Regions from separate parts of the Mus musculus genome. Here region 1 is linked to region 2. The links are chromatin contacts, called in public HiChIP or PLAC-seq maps. All regions are on one chromosome and are shown on one strand. The core of a region is the stretch at or near the end of the contact, and the rest is flanking DNA. Distances in the headings are between cores, read along the strand shown. Region 1 has its middle 6.8 kb from the start of Gm24258. Region 2 has its middle 35 kb from the start of Stmn4.

Region 1 (3,122 bases), core at 442-2,941, 600 kb before region 2:
ATCAAAAACGAGTATAGCATTTTATACATAAATAGAGATATATATGGCTCAGGATAGAGTGTGTACCTAGCATGCTTAAGGCCAGATTTGATTCCCAGTTGTACTAGGGAGAAGAAGAACAGATTAAGATAGAAAAGAAAGAGGGGGGAAAAGATTAAAAGGTATTTCTTGGAAGGGGAAACAAAAAAATATGAGAAATGAGAACAAATACTGATTGCTCAGTATGAGTCTTACAAACACTCAGCACCCTCAGCAGGCTTCTAGGTAGCGCCAGGGAATGGGCTCTGCATACCTTCGGGCACTTGGGTTCTTGAACTGCTGTTTGAAGCCACTGCCTGAGTTCCTGCTACTGCTGGAGCTGAGCAGTAAAGACTGATGGATGGGAAGTTGTCCTGGGTGATAGGATAAGATAGCCAAGTAGACAGATGTCCCAGTCTGAATAGCGCCTCACTCTGCTACCTGGAATTGGGTGTTCGGCCCTTCTGGGCTGGATCTCCAGTGAGACTGGAAGCTTCAATTTTGATATTTCAGAATTCCTTTTTTTTTTTTTTTTAAGATTATTCTGGGTTGAACCTAAAGCCTCCTGCTTGCTTGGCAAACATCGACTCCTGCGTTTTACAGAGCCCTGTTAGGGATGCTTCACCATAAAAGAGTTAAAACAAAATGTCCAGGTTCACTTGGTACTTTGTCTCAGGAAAATTAAACCACAGAATCCACAGGCTTTTATCCATAACTCCTGCATTCAGGAGGTGTCTGTCTCTCTGCCTGCCTGCCTGCCTGCCTGCCTGCCTGCCTGCCTGCCTGCCTGATCGATCGATCGATCGATCGATCGCTCTATCTATCTATCTATCTATCTATCTATCTATCTATCTATCTATCTATCTATCTATCTATCTCTATTCCATCCATTATCTCTGTTTCTGTATCCAGAGGATTTAACTTGGGGTCTTGCATCTTATGCGGGGACTCCTAAGTGTGTGTACACAACTAGGAAAAATCATATCCCCTGCTGGATTGTAGTTATTTGTTTGTTTGTCTTTTAGAAAGGGTCTCTCCATGTAACTCAGGTTGGTCTTAAACTTGATCTGTTGCCCATGTTGGTCTGAACTCCAGATCCACCTGCCTAAATCTGAATACTGTAATTACAGGCCTGGGGCACCACACTTAGCTAGGATCCCAGCATTATTAGCTCACTGATGCTGGGCTGCATTCAGGTAGGACCACAGTAGGAAACGCTGGTTCTGGCTGGTTCCAGCACTCATATCTATGCCCACAGCGGGGCCGGGAGGCACAAAGTTGCCTGCTTGGTTTGGTGGCATGTTAACCTCACTGAGTCACTGCAGTGCTGAGAATGTCTTGTTTAAGTCAGTGCCTTGACTCAGCCTTGCCACATGTAAATCAAGGGTAAGGACATTGGCTGTTTATCTTTCCGTAGGGCAGGTGCAGCCTAAAATAGTCCCTCCCAAGTCGAAGCAGTTGGTGGCTGGGTGTGACCATCATTTCTGAGAAGTGTAATGGGTTCACTTCCCCACCCTAGCCCTGGGCACTGTGGAATTGGCGGGAAGGATTGGGAAGCAGCCTGGCAGGGGACCTGGCACCTTCAAAGGGAGTGGAGCAGGAGTGCTTCCTGGAGAGACTTCCTGCCATGGAACTTCCCCAAGAGCAGTGTGTGTCTGCAGTGAACTGGCAGAAACATGGCCAAGTGTTGCTTCACTTGGGGCTGAACATGCAGTAAGTTCCCTGCTTGGTGGAAGGGCAGGATGGAGCCGCCAGTGTGACGCTGTCTGCCTTCTAAACCAAGGGGCAGCAAAACCCTTCTAGATCAGGCCCCGCCTTCATTTCTTCTTCTCATGGGCCTGGCTTTGGTGAAAAGACACCTTTCCCTGGAGATCCTGTGTCTCCTTAAAGCTTTACCCAGTGCAATGCCAAGCAGGCTTTGATAGTGTTTCTTAGCTCCCAAGGAATCAGGCTGCACTGGGTGAAAAAAAAAAAAAAAAAAATGACAGTGGTGTGTCCCCCAGCCCCGCCACACACCATGTGCCCAGGCTGCTATGTTTGTATTTCTTTGTCTTAAGATCGCACTAAGGGGCACCCCGCCCCCACCCAGTGAATCGTTTCCATCTCAGTTCCTCCCTTACACCCCCCAGGCATGTCTGTGAGCTATAGAGCATCCAGTCAACCCATACATTTACGTCTCCCGAGAGAGCCACCAATGTCCCAAGTTTATGACTCTTACCTGAAGACTCTTCTCTGGCTGCAGAGGTACTGTGTACTTGGGGGATTTACTCTCCTGAAATACCCCGAGCAACCCAGAACTTAGGGCAGTAGTGATGGTAGGTGATATTAATTCTCTAGTTCTGTTACCTTTTCCAGTTTGCCTGGCAAACTCCAACCCTTCCTAGGGTTCAGGCCCCTGCTCTGCAAGGTTCACACATCATTGTAAGAGGCAGAAAAGGATCAAGATTCTAGGCAGAAGATATAACTAATTAGAGCTGATTAGACAGAAGGGTCAGTTTTAACAAATATTGTCATCTTTTCAATCCGCCAAGCCCCATCCCCAAGTCTTGCTGCTGCTCAGTCCAGATAGGAGCTCTGCTGAGGAAGACCAGTGAGATCTGTCCTGGCTGTGAGTACCATCCTTAGCTGAAGCCACCAGCACTCACCCACAGGACCTCCCAGCCATCAGCCATCAGTCATCAGCCGCCTTCAGCTTCCCAGACACACTGTCAGCCTCTTGTTGCCAAGGTTTCATAGCTGCACAAGCCCCTAGCTCCCGTATCCACCAGGTTAAGCAAGCCACTGGGCCACCCAAGACTGCATCCCAATGATGCCTAGAAGTGGGGTAAGAAGGTGTGCAGATGGGAAGGGATCCTCAGGTTGATGGAGAACCCAACCATCTCATCACAGGAAATACACTGGTTGTGGTGTCCCTGTGGGGCTGGGGATGTAACACAGTGTAGACCTTGCTTAGTATGGAGGAGGCCACGGGCTCCATCCTCAGCACTGGGGGTGGGGTAATGTTGATATCCCTCCCCCTCGTTCACAGAGCCTGTTTACAGAAGAGCTGTGCTTGAAGTTCAAAAGGAGACATCCTGTTTCTGTCCTGTCTCGGCTACTGTCTG
Region 2 (2,764 bases), core at 44-2,543:
GAAAAGATCCTAAGTAGACGGCAATTGCCAGCTTTTAAAATAACTGGAGGTTTGATCGAAAGGAACCCATGAGTGTAAAATTGACTGAAGGGGTTTTTAAAAAATATGAATAAATGCCAATACAAGTTCAGCCCACACAACAGAAGCGGGACAAGTTGGTAACGGAGTAAACGCTTGGAACAACAGCAGGCAGTGTTTATTGTCAATTTGACAGTCTAAAGTCACCTGGAAGATGGGCGTGCTATGGAGATTATCTTTATTGCATGGGGCAGGAAGACACGCCCACAGGGGGTGGGGCCATTCTCTGACTGAAATCTGAGACTGTAAGCAAGGAAGAAGTGTGCTGAGCAGTGGCACCTATGCCTTCGGTCCTTCCCCTCTGCTTTGGACTATGACTACTAATGTGACTATCAAACTCAAGTTCCGGCCTTCCAGACTTCCCTGCAGTGATAGGCCACGATCTGGAGGTGAGGGCTAAAACAGACCCTACTTCCTTAAACTGCTTTGCTGGGGTATTTTATCACAGCAACGGGAAAGGGAACTAACACAAATGGTAAATAGAACAGTGGCTGTTGTGGAAGACCGTAGGGGTTGGCCAGAGCCAGGGACCCTCCCCTTTTGACTAATTATGTACCTCCCATGGAAGAAACAAGCTGATCCTCTCCTCCTAGGTCTCCTCCTCCTCTTCTTCCTCCTCCTCTTCCTCTTCCTCCTCCTCCTCCTCTTCCTCTCCCTCCTCCTCCTCTTCCTCTTCCCTCTTCCTCTTCCTCCTCCTCCTCTTCCCTCTTCCTCTTCCTCTTCCTCCTCCTCCTCTTCCTCCTCCTTATTTCTTTTGAGGATAATTTGATTCTTGTACAAATATTGCTGCCTTTGTTTGACTTTGGATTTGGACAAACCTAGAGTCAAAAAATGTCCCCTTATTTATACTTTACAAGTTGTCCCATATGAGGCAAGGCACCTCCAGCCTTCATCTCTTCTTGGTAAAATGGGGCTGGTAAAACCCATCTAGTGGGCTTTAAGGCTTAAACTTAATCAAGGATTCAATAAATAGCAAAGTGACTGACAAGGAGCTGGACACTTGGTTACTGTTGCCTGTCTTTTAAATGTTCCTGCTCCTCTCATGGTCCCCTAGCAATAAAATCCAGTGGCCTTCCGGAGTGTAAAGAGGGGTAAGTCACAGGAAACGCCTTCAACATTTGGAGTGGGTCTAAAACATTATCAGCCTAGCCAAGAGTGTCAACTGGTGCATTCCTAAAGCTGTTGGCAGCCACTGCCCTAGTGGACTAGGGCAATTGTTCTTTCCACAGTTTGAGAGGACCAGACCTCCCTTTTCACAATGAAGTGCAGGGAGGGTGACTCCCCTCCCCCACCCGAGAGGCAGTATGTGTGAGCAAATTCTCAGTCCTTTTTTTTGTTGTTGTTTTTAAAAATCTCTTTTAATAAGTTCTGTTTTATGATCAATCACAAGTAGGTTATTCATGGGAGAGGAGGTGCCTCTCTGGGGAAAATACACTAGCAGAAGATTGAATTTAAAGCATCAGAAACGATGTGACAAGATGTAAAATAATACTATGCTAACCTACAAATGACTTATTAATGCTGTGGGCCATGTCTGGGGCGTGGCCTCATTTACCCAATAAAATTTATGGATGGATAAAGACATTAACAATGAATAATTTCAGTCTGTGGTATCCATGGATACATAGCTCAATTGGAAACCATTTCTTAGGAGTTCATAGGCAGCCATTAATAACCATTGAGTCTTGGCCACACAGCCTTTGACAGGCTAGCTTATCAGAGCTCCACGCCTTGCTGGAGAGACTTATGTGAGCGCAAGGCTACAAGGAAACCTACACTTAATGAATGTCTATTAACGTCTTGAGGAGAAGATGAGGAGTGATTAGCTGAGAGAGTTAATGAATTGTCTGTTTAAGTGGGTTTACGAGGCAAATGAGCGTGTGGAGGTGAAATAGGACATCCAAAGACGTTCTGGCTCAAGTACACTGTGAACCTCTAAAGCATGAGCATGCAATATTTCCCGAGCTTGTCAGATGAATGGAGCCTTTCTTCTCAGAGAATTTTAATGAAAACCACATTGAGAAATGTGGGGAATGGAGATAAAACATACAGAAAATGTAAACAAGTCAGATAAATATGGTGCACTTGTGTGCATGCATACAAATTGTGTGTGTGTGTGTGTGTGTGTGTGTGTGTGTTTCTCTCAACAGGATACTTTTATCCCATAAATAACAACAGCAGCAGAATAGCTTCCTAAGCAGGCTGCACCATACAGCATTTGCATGACCTCAGTTTGCCTGCCATTACCATCAAAGGAAGAAGCAATCCGATAGCTCATTGGCATCAGCTCTTGCAAAGCTATAAACATCCCAAGACCCCTCGTCACCATGGCAACCTTATCCCTAATTACCAACTGTAACAGCTATGGTTGCAGTCGCCTCTTTTGTGCAAATTTGTCCTGGAGAATTCTGGGCGGTTCCCGTAGTAGAAACAGTACGAACGCCACCTGCTGGTCATATTCCTGTACTGCGCTAGCTCCCTGTGATCTCTGGGGTCCAAAGTCAAAGCCAAGAAAATAAAGCAAGATGAACAATCATCAACTCCAGAAAAGGGGTTCAGGGAGTGGGGGAGGTTTGGGGGAACGAGGGGTCACGAGGGAAAGTGACTGTGTGTAATTTTTACAAAAATAAACTTCCGTTCTTATCTTAATAAAAGTAAGGGTCCTGGAAACAGTGACAAATCTTCA

What was found. HiChIP or PLAC-seq counts read pairs in DNA pulled down with a chosen protein or histone mark.
Region 1: a contact with region 2 is called in an H3K27ac HiChIP or PLAC-seq map of embryonic stem cells, with 6 times the contacts expected there. The contact joins two enhancer-like sites. A contact is called at or near these places in 1 of 39 promoter capture datasets (cranial neural crest), 4 of 484 Hi-C or Micro-C datasets (bone marrow-derived macrophages, cortical neurons, embryonic stem cells and 1 more) and 2 of 115 datasets of contacts at active chromatin or transcription factors (embryonic stem cells and microglia).

What each region holds. Positions count from the first base shown.
Region 1 is chr14:66,975,645-66,978,766 of GRCm38.p6, reverse strand. No RefSeq gene overlaps it. Among named protein-coding and RNA genes, the nearest start is that of Gm24258, 6.8 kb to the right of the region's middle. Within about 2 kb of position 1,691, at least 58 of the 459 cell types and tissues checked have an H3K27ac peak or open chromatin away from gene starts, as enhancers often do. A contact at or near this core is called in embryonic stem cells, where this site is marked.
Region 2 is chr14:66,377,795-66,380,558 of GRCm38.p6, reverse strand. No RefSeq gene overlaps it. Among named protein-coding and RNA genes, the nearest start is that of Stmn4, 35 kb to the right of the region's middle. Within about 2 kb of position 1,293, at least 57 of the 459 cell types and tissues checked have an H3K27ac peak or open chromatin away from gene starts, as enhancers often do. A contact at or near this core is called in embryonic stem cells, where this site is marked.